Regions from separate parts of the Gasterosteus aculeatus genome. Here region 1 is linked to region 2. A link is a contact called in public Hi-C data. All regions are on one chromosome and are shown on one strand. The core of a region is the stretch at or near the end of the contact, and the rest is flanking DNA. Distances in the headings are between cores, read along the strand shown. Region 1 overlaps cabin1 (calcineurin binding protein 1). Region 2 overlaps klhl22 (kelch-like family member 22).

Evidence for each region. A called contact is a pair of places that touch in the nucleus more often than the background predicts.
Region 1: a contact with region 2 is called in a Hi-C map of skeletal muscle, with 6 times the contacts expected there. The contact joins two enhancer-like sites. A contact is called at or near these places in 3 of 6 Hi-C or Micro-C datasets (skeletal muscle, tail fin and whole body).

Annotation. Positions count from the first base shown.
Region 1 is chr13:16,352,364-16,359,018 of fGasAcu3.hap1.1, forward strand. cabin1 (calcineurin binding protein 1) reads right to left here. Exons shown (of 38, transcript XM_078086976.1): 9 at 6,243-6,550; 10 at 5,967-6,144; 11 at 5,741-5,874; 12 at 5,100-5,317; 13 at 4,809-4,881; 14 at 4,345-4,547; 15 at 4,095-4,232; 16 at 3,796-3,984; 17 at 3,459-3,701; 18 at 3,188-3,341; 19 at 2,975-3,090; 20 at 2,627-2,788; 21 at 1,289-1,495; 22 at 977-1,122; 2 more. Among protein-coding and RNA genes, the nearest start is that of cabin1, 6.0 kb to the right of the region's middle. Within about 2 kb of position 2,943, at least 2 of the 9 cell types and tissues checked have open chromatin away from gene starts, as enhancers often do.
Region 2 is chr13:16,319,219-16,326,341 of fGasAcu3.hap1.1, forward strand. klhl22 (kelch-like family member 22) reads left to right here. Exons shown (of 7, transcript XM_040196100.2): 2 at 44-209; 3 at 299-622; 4 at 729-1,138; 5 at 1,664-1,856; 6 at 2,006-2,239; 7 at 2,404-3,333. The coding sequence ends at 2,742. It overlaps tbx16 (T-box transcription factor 16), which reads right to left. Exons shown (of 9, transcript XM_040196102.2): 8 at 6,996-7,123; 9 at 5,258-6,911. The coding sequence ends at 6,476. Among protein-coding and RNA genes, the nearest start is that of klhl22, 4.5 kb to the left of the region's middle. Within about 2 kb of position 2,018, at least 2 of the 9 cell types and tissues checked have open chromatin away from gene starts, as enhancers often do.

The DNA of each region.
Region 1 (6,655 bases), core at 1,693-4,192, 34 kb after region 2:
ATTCAAAGAGCCTTTCAGTGCACGTCTCGATACTGCGCTCACATTGCTGTTACAGCTGAGGGGTTGTTGTAGAAGTGCAACACCCTCTGGTTCCCCTCAGCTGAGCACTGCTGCAGTTGTTTGCAGTGGTAGCGTTGTTGGCAACACTAGTTGCGAGCTGACGGCTCGGCGTTTTCTATGGGAGAGCGGCGGGGTATTGAAACACTTTCATTTGTATGACACATTTGATCTAATGAATTACCAATTAAACCTAAATTACAGGAAATAAAAAAAATAGAAAGTAACCTGAAAATTGTTTACCTTTTTGTAGAGTTCCAGATATTCTGCCGGAGGTTGTTTACGTTTCTCTGCTATCTTGCCAAGCATGTAGTGAATGAGCCACTCCTCTTCATCACTGTCACCCTCACAACGGGAAGCTCCCTGGAAACACTGGAACGCGGTCTCCAACATGGAGTCTCTCCTTTCCTCCATCTGAAACAACACACACGACCGTCATAGCTCAAGGTGATGGATCAATCTACTCCACAACAAAATGAACGTGTGGAACAAACTAAAGATATCTTTGTTAACGTGAATCATACCTGTTTAACCACCTCTGGGGGGAGCTCGTTGCGCCACTGCTTGAGCTGCCTTGACGCAAATGTGTGCAGCGAATAGGAAACGGTACCATACTCGATCCACAGAGACAGATTGGAGCCGTCGATAACCAGGGCCCTCTTAAAGCAGTTTAGCACTGCCTGGGAGTGCTTCCATATAGGAACGTCACTTTTCAGCTCATTGGAGTTGAGCTTTTCCTGAATACGACTGGCCCTAGCTAGAGCCATCCCGGCCCACGAGTCGAACCTGAGGAAAAATACATGTTTCCAGTAAAATCATTGCACTTGATGTATTGTGTAAATCGTTGTATTATGATAAAACCTACACAATCTCATTTATTTGCTTATATTCATGACGCTAGTGTAGAGAAATGAGCTACCTGTTGGGACACACGCATATGTCATGCATATAGAACTTGATGGCTTTGGACTGCTCCTTGTTCTTGAAATGGTAATCAGCCAGCAGGTAGAAGATCTCATTAATGATTGGAGGCGCAGGAGCACTTCCTTCAGGAAGGCACGGGGCCTTAAAGAGATCAAAATGAAATACTTCTTTAATAAATCATGATTCTCTGTGACAAACCTGCAATATAGGTTAGAAGACTGACGAATAGAGAGAGCAGGTCTTGAATCTATTTAGGATGTCTGAGTCACTCGTCTTCCTCAAATTCAGTGTGGGCCCACCAACTGACCTTCTCTGTCATGCCCTCAATGTAGGCTGCCAATTCATCCATGGTGAGAGTGGGGGTTTCACTTGTGGGGGCGATGCCAGCAAACCTCCTCAGCAAATTGGCTAATTCTGCAGACACCGTGCTCGTCTTATAGCTGTCAAACTCAGGCAGTGACTTTGGCTTGAAATACTCAAACATGAAGAGGGCCTCGGACCACAGTAGCTCAACCTGCAAAACACAGAAGGGTTACACAGGAAACCTTGGTGTCCTATTCCACCGTAGTACACATGTCGCAAGAGCAAATTAGTGGTATTAACATCTCCTGGGAACTGTCTTCTGGCACTGCGTTGGCATACTTAATCAGAATGCACTGGTACACAATAATGGAAATGACCTCCACCTGGTGGCTGGTCACATGCACTACAAAAATAAAAGCTTTACCGTCTCTTAAGTCACTCTAGCGGTTACAATCTCCCTGAGGATATTGACTCTGAATTACATACCTCCGGATTAGCTAACGATTTTGTATCTTAAGTGGTGCTGATCCAATTAGGCTTTTATTTTGAAGATGGATGATTTAATGTGTTTAAATTTTGCACTGCAACAATTTCATGCTTTTACGCAGTTATTCCATCTCAACCCCTCAATTTGAATTCAGGGATATGAGATATGCACACCTCACCAGCGGACACAACAGCATTAATGGATGAAGCGGACCTCTGAGTTGTGTACGGGTCAATGAGGACACATGTCTGCGCTAATGAGGACATGTGTCTGCGTCACTGGCAGCCAAACTCCATGTATGTTGGTTTGCCAGCACACGAGAAAGATGGCAGGTGATGAAAACTTTCCACACCTCTTTCCCATATGACATTTTTTTGTATGCAACGTAAATGGATTCAACGTCCGAGCATTAGTCATTTTACATTTATGGAACTAACTACTAGGGCTGCACAATCATGGCCAAAATGATAATCAGGATTACTTTTGATATTTTATACAAATATTATTATGGCACAGTCAGTTAAATCAAGACCGGACTGCTTTCACTTACATGTTGTGCTACACTCTTTCCAGTAAGAAATACTTGACTCTTGACTACAGGCTCACATTCACATTAGGTTTTAAGGTACACGGTACCTTCTCAGTGGGCTATTAGTTAAGGAAGCGCTTCACATGATATATCAAAGAGCTTTCCACGCGTTTTTGATCTCAAATTTCCAGTTGCTCGTGTTCATTTAACTGTACAAAGCCCAAATCCTACTAGAAATTAATATTTGATTAAATGTGCAGCCATCCTAATTACAATGTTAATTTGAAAGACAGGAACCGAGACTTGGAAGCATCTGAATGAGTAACCTGTGGAGATGAGTGGTCCTCGAGGTAGCGGGCCTTGCTCTTCTTACTGGGGTAGGCATAGAGGCAGAAAAAGCACTGTTCCAAGGCCATCTCCAACTCCTCTTTGTAGGGATGAGAGTCATTGTTGGATGAGGCTGCAACCTCCTTTTTCAAAACCTGAACCTGTACCAAGCGAAAGAATGCAGCGCTGTCAAGTTGTTGACTTTAGAGAAACAAACACAAATAAATACATATCAGGTCTACACCTGCAACTAGGAAGGATTAAAAGCAGGTATGAGAGCAGTGCATTCACTCGTCACCTTGGCCAGAGTACAGTACAGGCAGAGACGAGTCTACAAACAGACTTACGTAGAACTTGAGGAGTGCGCCCTCCGAGTAGCAGCACAGGGAGCGACGGCCGAGATACTCGTGGGCTGTGTTCAGAAGCATCAGTGAGGAGGGCAGCATGGGAGCGTCAGAGTCATCTGGAAAAAAAACTTGCAAGGGTCATTTTGTGCGAAAGCTACCACAGCATAAACACAGAGGAAAACCCAGAGGCATGAAAACAAGAGGTCAACAAACCTTCATCATCCCCTGCGGACATATGCTGTCGAAGCATACAGTTAAACGCAGCCTCCTCTTGTTTGATAATGCGATACAGGATGATCCAAGGCAAAACCGAGAAGAAGTAAGGCTCCTTGGGATCGTCCGAGATGTTCATGCTCAGATCAATCAGCTGAAAATACAAAAACATGCAACACAATAAATAAAAATTCCACAGAGGCAGATTTTTTACAATGTAATTTCACGGACGTTCTAGTAAACTAAATGTTTTCTTCGGCTCCCTTCTTACCTGGATAAGATTGTTTGCCAGTCGAGCCATACTAGGGAAGTGGGGGACACTGCTCAGGAGCCCGGAGTCTTTGATGAAGCAGATCTCGGTGCCATCCAGTAACTTTCCAATGGTACTGACCCACTCCTCCTTGCTAGGCGGAGAGTTGTTTGATGCAGAGTTGAGCTGCTGCAGGGCTTCATTCAGAGCCAACTCGCTGCATTCAAAACATTGCCGGTAGTCCTGTAGCTTCAGAAGCGCGTTCTAGGCCAGGGAGAGGGACCAATATCAAATGTCAACATGCACACATTTCAAAAGGATATACAGGTTCAGTCAGTATTGTCGGAGCACATCAAACCTGCAGTAGCATCAGCTGAGCAGGCCGCTCTGGTGCGGAGCTCACAAACTCCAGAGTTTTAGTCCGGTTGCCATAATTAAGAGTGGGCTGCAGCAGACGCACAACGGAATCAAAGTCTGCAGCCTCAAAGAGACGCTGGATCTCCTCCAACGACTGACAGCGCTCCAGAGACTTTAGCCTTTTGTCAATCTGTCCATGGGGACAGTAAAATAAAGTGTAAAAAAACATTTAAGACATTTTGTATAAAACTGTAATATGTTGGAAATGGGGGAAGACTTTTTATGAGCTAGCAAACTGACCTCCTCTACAGAGATCGCTGCATCCACACAAAGGTTAGGCAGGCTGATTGTGTAATGTTTGCCTTCGGGGGTCTTTGGTTTGCTCTGCAACAGGCCAACACAGACATCATAGCTCTCCAGGGCCAACTCCATGTCTCCCTAACAAAACACAAGAAAAAAACATTTAACAAGTCACATCTGGCTGAGCTGAGGGGGGAAAGGAATCACACAATCAAAGGTTAAGCAAAACAACCAACCATATAAACTTTACCTGCAGCGCCAAGAATCGGGCCTTGAGCCAGTAGACCCGCACCATAACATCCAGCCAGTCATCATCAAACAGGTCTCTTTGGGACGAACCCATGGCCAGAAGTAACAAATCACTCTGGAAGTGCTGCCCTGGGAATTCAGAGTCTGCTGCATCACTGCTGGGACAAATACTGCTGCTGCTGCTGCTGCTTCTTCTTGGAGAAACTAGACCAGTGAAAAGATACATGGCAAGCAAAGTGTAAACAGGTTGTTCCTTTATATCTATTTCCAATACTTTGCTAATCCCCCATAACTTCATGTTTAAAATCTACATTGTAGTGCCACCTTCAGGCCTCAGTCAACATTCAGCCAACGTTTTTGAAGGGAAAAAGTAATTCAGAAAATTTAATTTTGTTAAAATCCACTGTACCGAAATTCATCACACCATGTTTGCAAAATAATGAGGGTTGGCTAACTGGTACTTACCGGTCTTCCCTTTGTTGTGTATCCATTGCTCCAACTGCAACTCCATACACGCTAAGCTCATTGTCAACATTTGCTGTAAAAGTAGCAGATTTAAATATGAAGCCAATTTACATACAACATAAAATATTAAGTCCCTTGTTCCAATTCAAAAATATTTTCCACCTCTATAGACACTGGAATAAGCGGACATTCCAAATTGTACCCAAAGTGAATCTCCCACATTTAAAACAGTCTTCATTTAAAATGATACAACTCGAGTTTAAATATTTAACCTGTTTTCTTGTCATTTACCTGGATGTGCTGGTTGCTGCAGTCCCGAAGCAGAGGGTTAGGCAGACCACCGCTGTGCTTCCTCCAGGTCTGATGGACCTCCAGTACCACAGCAGCGAGCCCCCGAGGCCACTCCACTGTGAACTTCTGGCCCACTGCTTTCAGATAGCGCATCATCACGTCCAGTAAACCCCCATTGGTCATATTATTGAGCAGGAAGTTGTGGACATCCTCTTGTTCTATGGGAGGGAAAACAAACTTTGTCAATAAGGCACAGTAATAATTCAATGATGATTTATCTGATGTTTTTTGTCTATACAAACACAGCAATGAGATCCTACATCCAGATGTCATAAAACACAATTATTGTCTTAATTGAGTGTAAAATGCACATGCCAACCTAAATTCCTCAGAAAATCTGCTGGGCTTTTTAGTTGTTGGATATAACACTTTAAAATCCCAATTAGTTAAATGCTATTAAAGTGTAAATATGTAAATATTTATTTTTTCACTTACATTGAATTATTGAAAAAAGAAAAATCGATATTGTCATTTAGACATGAAGTTACCTATAGCACGACAGAATATTTAGGCCATGTCACCGAGCGAGAGTTAAATAGCTCATCAGTGTATTTTAAATGCATAGCCCATGCAACACATACCAGATTCCATGTATTCAACAGAGTCAGCAGGCAGGCAACCCCCAAGCAGAGGCTGCATGTCCACCTTCCTGTCGCACTGAGTGTCAAGATTACTCAGACTCTCGTCATCATTATCAGGATCAAACTTCTTTAGCCTAAAGAAAAATAAGCAGAACCGTTTGTAACCACCACAATTCTAATAAGTAATATATTTATACATTATACACGTGGTTGTGTGTTAAAATACCTGGAAGGTAGGTATTTAAATAGCAGCTCCTGAAAATCTATCTTCTCTTCCTTCTTGCACTTTGTGTTGCGAACACGTGCCGAGCGCCGCTTGGCCGTCTCCCCGCTATCTTCTACCACTCGCTTCCTCTTCGGGGGTTTCTTCGCTTTATCTGCCAGGGAAGCTTCTTCTGCGGTCACTGTGAGCATGCAGTGGGATGAAACAACAGATTAGCACCAATACAGCGGCTTGATGAGCATTTAACGAAAGAGAAATTCCTCTTCATAGAGAACGTACCGACTGGGGGAGCAGAAGTGGTGACCTCCACGGTGTTCTGAGCTGGGGTAAGCTGAGGTTGCGTGCTGGGTTGGGGCAGCACTGCGGGCTCAGGCAGGGCCATTGGCGGCAGGGACGAGCTGGGGCTGCTGCTTAGCACGTTGGTTTGGCCCATACTGACAGGGCTGCTGGGTTGGGGGAGGTTCTGGAGAAAGTTGCGGTCACGGTACTCGGACAAATCAATTCTGCGGCCGAGACTTGGGCGCGGCGGCTCACACGTGGTCTGGTGTCTGTACATCGCAAGAAGTTTCTCCCCCAAGTGCTTCCATCTGGGATACAACAACAGTGGATTAATGTTAGGTCATCATCTTGTCTTCATAGGAAAATACTATGAGGACCTTCAGGTGAAAAGGTTTACAAAAAGCTTCACAAAC
Region 2 (7,123 bases), core at 768-3,267:
CCAACCATAAGCCATTTAACAACGTGTCCCTTCCCTCCACCAGGGGCATGTTTGCTGGAGGCCTTCGCGAAACACAGCAAAAAGAGATCCAGATTCACGGAGTGTCTTACATGGCCATGACAAAAATAATTGACTACATCTACACTTCAGAGATTGAGTTGGACTTGGAGTGTGTGCAGGACGTCCTAAACGCCGCCACGCTAGTACAGGTACACCCTTCGAATCATTTGGGAGATGGCGGTATTAATTTCGGGGGGGGGGTTTCCTCAGCTAATCTGTGCCCTTTTGTGTTATAAAGCTTGAGATTGTTATCAGCTTTTGCTGTGATTTCCTGTCCGACTGGCTGGACGAGAGCAACATTCTAGAGGTCCATAACCTAGCTGATCTCTACGGACTGCAAAACCTCAATGCCATGGTCCACTCCTACATCCTCGACAAAATACAGACTTTGTCTTGCACCGATGTGTACCGACAACTCCCCCCGGACATCGTGTTCAGCGCGCTGAGCAGCGAGCGGCTTCAGGTGGAGAGCGAGAATGAGGTGTACGAGGCGGCTCTGCACTACCACTACACTCCTGAGCAGGTGGAAACTGACCAGGTGTACTTGCAGGTCAGTGCCAAGGTTTGTCAGCATTTTGTACTTCATATCTTCATCAGATACACACTACATAGCTGGGTTTGTTTTTAGCGATATCAACTAAAGTTTTCAAATCTTGTTGCCTCAAAAGGACAATCTCAAGATGCTCAATGCGGTGCGATTCTGCCTGATGGACAAACAAGTGTTGCAGAGGCTGAATGGCAGACTGAGCCAGTGTCCACTCAAGGACTCTGTCTCAGCCGCCCTGCGGTACCATGAGCAGGAGATCTGGCAGCCCGTCCTGCAAAGTCCTCTCACCCAGCCAAGGTCCAACCTCCGATACGTTTTGGGCTTCGGGGGAATGTTCACCTCCCGTTCCCTCACAGACACCAAGCATTTGCTCCAGGTGTTCCACCCGAGCTGGGGGCAGTGGAGGACGCTCGCCGCAGCAAACACCCCCCGGATGTCCAACCAGGGTATAGCTGTGCTCAACAATTTTGTTTATCTAATTGGAGGAGACAAGAACAACAGTGGGTTTCGTGCAGAGTCGTGCTGCTGGAGGTGAGATCCCACCCTATTCATCCAGTTTGCAAGAGACCTGAACTGATGATGGGTTTTATTATTATTTTATTATTATTTAATCTGTTTGTTTTGTTTTTACTGTAAATGTAAGTCAAATTAGTTACAAGTTGATTAAATATTACACAACTATTTCCATAACAAGATAGTCTGGCAAATATGCCTTTTTTTACATTTTACATTGTGTTTCTTGACCAAATGTGGGACCAAAATAAAAACTGAGCAGGAAGTTAGACAGTAAGCGAGTGGTTTCTTGTGGACGACCTATAATGGCGTCAGTGTGTCTAAGTACAGCAAATACATCTTTGGCCTTTCTGAACTGCTGCCACGTGTTCCATATGGTCTGACATATTTGCAGGTTCGCCTGGTTCGTTGATTGGACTCTAGTCTGAGGAATGCCACACAACAGTTTAAAATGTCAGATTGTTTACATCAAACAGCTTTTCAGAATCCAAAGTCAGAGCTTCTTCGCCTCCCTGTTTTGATGCTTTCTTTTTCATTTTCCAGATACGACCCTCGTCACAACAGCTGGTGCTCCATCCAGCCCCTCCAGCAGCAGCATGCGGACCACTGTGTTTGTGTCATGGGCGGACACATTTATGCCATTGGAGGACGGGACTACAGCAATGAACTGGAGTCAGTGGAGCGCTACGACCCACACACCAACATGTGGGAGTTTGTATCCCCTCTGAAGAGAGAGGTACGAGAATAGTTAGTGTAGTACCGCTACCATCCACACGGTGGTGCTGCATACTTCCCTGAGTATTGTTACTGATGCTTTTCTGTTATATACCAGCTATTCATCTTTACTTAGATTAGTCTTAAAGAAAGTTGTAACTTTCCTTCCAGGTTTTCGCCCACGCTGGAGCAGTGTTGGATGGGAAGATGTACATAACATGCGGCCGCAGAGGAATGGCGTACCTCAAGGAGACCTACTGTTTCGACCCTGTGGACAATCACTGGACCGCTTGTTCCGAGGGACCGGTGGAGCGAGCGTGGCACGGCATGGCCGCTGTTAATGGATGCCTCTACGTTATTGGTGGAAGCAATGATGAGCGTGGATATCGCCGTGACGTCCTCAAGGTACAATCCAAAAAGTTATGAGTGTCAACTCTTCCACTATCAAGCTATTTTCACTATATTTTTTCTATTTTTATATGCAAAAGGGTTTTGGTCTCTAAGCGCCCCAACTCCGCTCACTGAAAATGACAGAATAATCTATTCCAACCTGCTGTTCTTTCTCTCAGGTGGCATGCTTTAGCCCTGAAGCCGACTCTTGGTCTTTACTGACCCCACTTCCTGCTGGACACGGCGAGCCTGGCATGGCCGTGCTGGACGGCAGCATCTACGTCCTGGGAGGACGCTCTCACGACAGAGGCAACAGGATGAAATACGTCCACGTGTACAACACCGACGCAGACGAGTGGGAGACGGAGGCAGAGTTCAAGGAGCGCGTCTCCGGCCTGGCGGCCTGCGTGGTGCTCATGCCCCATGCTGTGATCGCCCAGGCCAGCTGCGAGGAGCCCACCAAGGCCTCATGTGGAGAAGTGGACATGGACAACTCGGAAGACTCGAGTGAGGATTGAAGCGGCCGTGTTGAAGTTGAGATCGGAGCTGTCGTGCACTTTTTCCACGGGGCCTGTCGGAGCAGCTGGAGGGTATTATTTGGGAAGCACCGTGTCCTCTTTGCACGTTGATCACTTTGAGTGCCTCCAAAAACCAAAGCGTCATCTTCCAACGTTGCACACTTTTTTTGTTGTTGTTACTGATTAAATATCTTCCTAGATAATCTTAACACTGCACAGGAAACCTTGCTGAAATGCTTCAGTTTGTTACGGATCCCTCTTTACTAAATGTCAGTGTGGCATTGCCTATCATAGAGAGAACCTCTATGTCTTTAAGTGGCATAAAGCAGTGAAGACTGCTGGCTAGGAAATAGCACTCTGTGACCTACGGTTGACAGGATCTTATTAAAATTTCCATTAATGTTTTACCATTGTGCCTTGTTTTTGTGATTACATCATAAACCTGTCCTGATAAGTATATTTAATGTTATGTTTTTGTGTATTCTGCAGAGGGAAATTAGATTTTACCTGAATGAAGAAGTGTGTTGCTGCCCTCACCAGCTCAAAATAAGTTGCCATGTCTGTATTTGACTTATAAATTTCAAGTCTGGATTTTCTTTGGGAAGGAACCCAAATCATTGTCAAATTTGTTGTGTCCTTTCATTGAGTTTTCCATCCTGCATTTATAGTTTAATTAGGGAATTCAAAAATGGCAACGAGAAGTGGTTTTAAATATTTCTATCCATCAAGCAGAAGTTTGCTCCATGCTGGATGCCTCAGTTCACGTGTTTTGTGTGTGACTGTCTTTAAAAAAAGAGTTTTTCATTTCCCTTAATGAGAAGTATGTCTTAAGAAAATGAATGCAATGTATTAGAATACTTTGTTACATAAGTAACACGGTTATGTCCTCCAGGAAATCAATTGAGCGTCTTTCTGGTTTGAACTGGTAGTGGTGGTTGCTGCCTCATGCACTTCATTCCTCCCAGTCTCTACTAGTTCCTCTCCATTTGGCCCTCCATCAGCTTTATGAAGGCGGACTTTCCTCTCCAAGGTTGTTTCCTCTACATCTGTTACCCCGCCCCCCCCCCCCCCCCCCCCCCTACCCGCCAGCCCTAAGTGAGTGCCCCCCTCCACTTCACACTGTTGTGCCATGTGCTGACACCAGCACTGGACATCCAGGATCAACAATCTGCTGCGTTTATGCGTCTTTTCATTCTGAAGCGGCAGTACCACCTGGGGGCTACTTAAGACATATGTCTCATGCACTTAGCCCTACAGCGGGCTTTACGGGCGACCGAGTGCGGGTCGATCCGGTGCTCTTTGCAGGACCATTATCAGAGCAATTAAAAAGGTCCAAATTACCCAGCAATGCAGAGCTATGCGGATTAAACCCAGTGGGGTTGTTGGTGTGTGTGTCGAGGGAATGGTACGATGTGCTCGCTTTGATTCTTGATTCTCATGCTGTGTCTGGAAGGAGGTCCTCAGCCAGACAAACAACTCAATTGGGAACAAAGAACGTCACTTGCAGGCAGAAATCTGGACCAAAAAAAGGCCACTTTTGTCAAACTTTGTCTTTGTCTTTATTTACTACACGCTTTAGGCGTTTACCAAAGGCCTTGTCCAACATCACATGTGCATGCAACAAGTTTGGCATCAATAGAACACCTTATATACAGAATACAACAGTTTATGTGAATGATCAAATAGCATCAGCATAAGATCATCTGAAGAAGGTTTTTCATTCTAACTTGCTGACCTCCAGAAAGGGTTCCTCTCTCAAAACCCTGCTATGCAACATTTATGGCTATTTAAAATATACTAATAATTTTCGTCTTTCAGCTGCTGACTGTTCGCTGGCCTAATAATCAAACATACATTTGCAGTTTGTTTCTTGTTTCTAGTTTCATTCACTTTTATTCAAATATAAATACATCAAGTCAGAGGTCTTGAGCCTGCTAGTGACAAATACACTGAAAAAGAACAAGATCAGAGCTCAGATCAAGCTCAGATTACATTGACACACGACACATTACAATTGTAATATATTTCAAACACATGCAGATTATTACGAAGGTTGTGGATAAAAGCACAGTCTAGATTGTGTTACATAGTATTAATACTTATAATACGTTTTTGATCTACTAATACTACATTTCAATTCATGAAGATTTGCTACACGTTAGAGTAAAGAATATCAAAGAAGACGTATTTAAAGGGAAGTATAAAGTATCAGTAGTGATATCCCATTTTGCATGCAGAATGTCTGGCTTATATTTAGGGATCTAAATGGAATCGTATTACTTTATTTGTTTAACGGGAAAGATCCAAACTCTCAGGAAATTATGTGGTAAAGTGACAACAAATGTCACATTCATCGTTCAAGTTTAAGCATCTAAATATTCCTGATATTTTGGCTTTTTTTCTCCATAAACAGGTTATATTCATACACAATGTGGGGCCCAAAAACCTCGTATATATTATAATGTATGATTCAAAACAATAACTTTAGGCAGGAAAGTTCAAATTCCTTGAATTCTTTATTTCTTGGGGGTTTTAATCAAATCATCGCTTTTCTCAGGGAGATATGATCCCACAGTGAGATCCTGCCATACATCTCTCTTTCTTATCCTCATTTAAATTAGTAAATTAAACTTGTACTCACACACATAGTCGAGGAAGTCCGATGTTGCACAAACTGATTTAAGAAGCCTCCAAGATAATGAATTGCAGTAATAAAATCAGCACGCCCCGCCCCCCTTCCTCTTTCCTGGACTTTACAACAGTCATTAGCAGCTCATATCCACCCTGGGTGGATGCGATGGGCCAGCTTGTGTTTTTCAGCTGTGAAAAGGAAGCAAACAGCCCCCCAATTTTCATGCTTTTTAAGGCTCATTGAGATGGAGAACGGGAGTCGTGCAATGCTTTATGATGCCGGTGGGTAAACCTCAGCAGGTGACCCGGAGTCACAGTAACGCAAGGTCTTTAAGGCCTGCTGGGCCTGTTGAAACTACAGAGGGGCCCTCGTTAGATCAACAAAGAGGAAATACAAACAAATGCCACCAGAACATGTGAGGCTTATCAGAGCTCGCCGGGTACGCAGATTTGCATCCGCAAACAAAGACAGCTTTACAACACAACAATTGTTGTGAGATGAGAGGAAAAATTACAAACAGGAGATTTAATGGCTTAGTTCAACTGGTGGAAATCGTGAAGGCCTGGGCTTTGTTGGTAACCAGAGGGTTTGTAATGATGCCTTGTGGTCACAAGTTGAATAACGTGAGCATTAACAGTTGGGAAGTAATATTCACGCCATCAGAAGTGTCTTCTTTTAGATAATAGATATAAATATATTTTCACACAAACACATTAAATCAGCTCACTTCGAAGGTTTTATTTTCAGATCACATCACATTTTGATTACAGACAAGACATTGCACACTTATTTTTCTTTTACAAAAATAATATTTAAACTTGGGAGATGAGATGAAAAAAATAAATAGACAATTTAACAATAAAAAACGACAATGCAGTATGGCATAGCACACCACAGCCTCAGCCTGAACAGAAGGCAGCTACAGGCGTCTCCTCCTCATCCTTGTCCTTCCGTCCCCTTCAGTGCTGCCGCAGGCCTCCGGCCCTCAGCCGCGTCTCCGCATGCAACCGCGTAGGTGTGAGAACTGAGTCGGCGTCCTCGCGGGGACGCGGCACCAGACAAAAGTCACTCTCTCAAGTCAGTTTACTATTGAAGATCCCTTCACCAGCACGAGTAAGAGAACAGCGGGTACTGGCTCCACTCGGCCACGTTGCCATGGTGATAGCCATGGTGCACAGCTTGCGTGGCGTAGTCAGCGGTCAGGTGATGAGGAGGGGGGGGGTACTGGGCCGGGCCGGGCCCGCTCCACTGGCCGAGGGGCTGTTCGGCGGCGTAGGGGCCGTAGATGTGGTGGCTGATCACCCCCGGCTTGCCGGCCTGGGCCACGGACATGTTGAGGACCCCGCTGTAGTCCTGGGGGGCGGGGTGGGGCTGCGGGCCGCCGGGCGAAGGGCCGACCTCATGCGCGCGAGGCTTCGAAGGGTCATGGTCGGGGACAGTGGCGACATCGGGGACTCTGGACTCAAAGCTGCCCCGTCCCGTTCCGCTGCTGCTGACGCTGGAGGAGGGAGAGGGAGACTTTCCATACTCGTGGAACCTGAGGAGCAAAAAAAAAAGAGGGCGGTCACAGTTTGTTCAGCATCAACATCATGCTGTGATTTGTTGCGTAACTGGTATTCACCTGTACGGCTGGTAGGAAGCTGGAGCGGGAACAAGCTGCTCTGCGTTGTACATGTCCCGGGGGTCCGTCCCAGCAGGGGATTCAGTCCTCACGGTGGGCTCCCTGTCAGAGGTCCACGGGGAGTAACG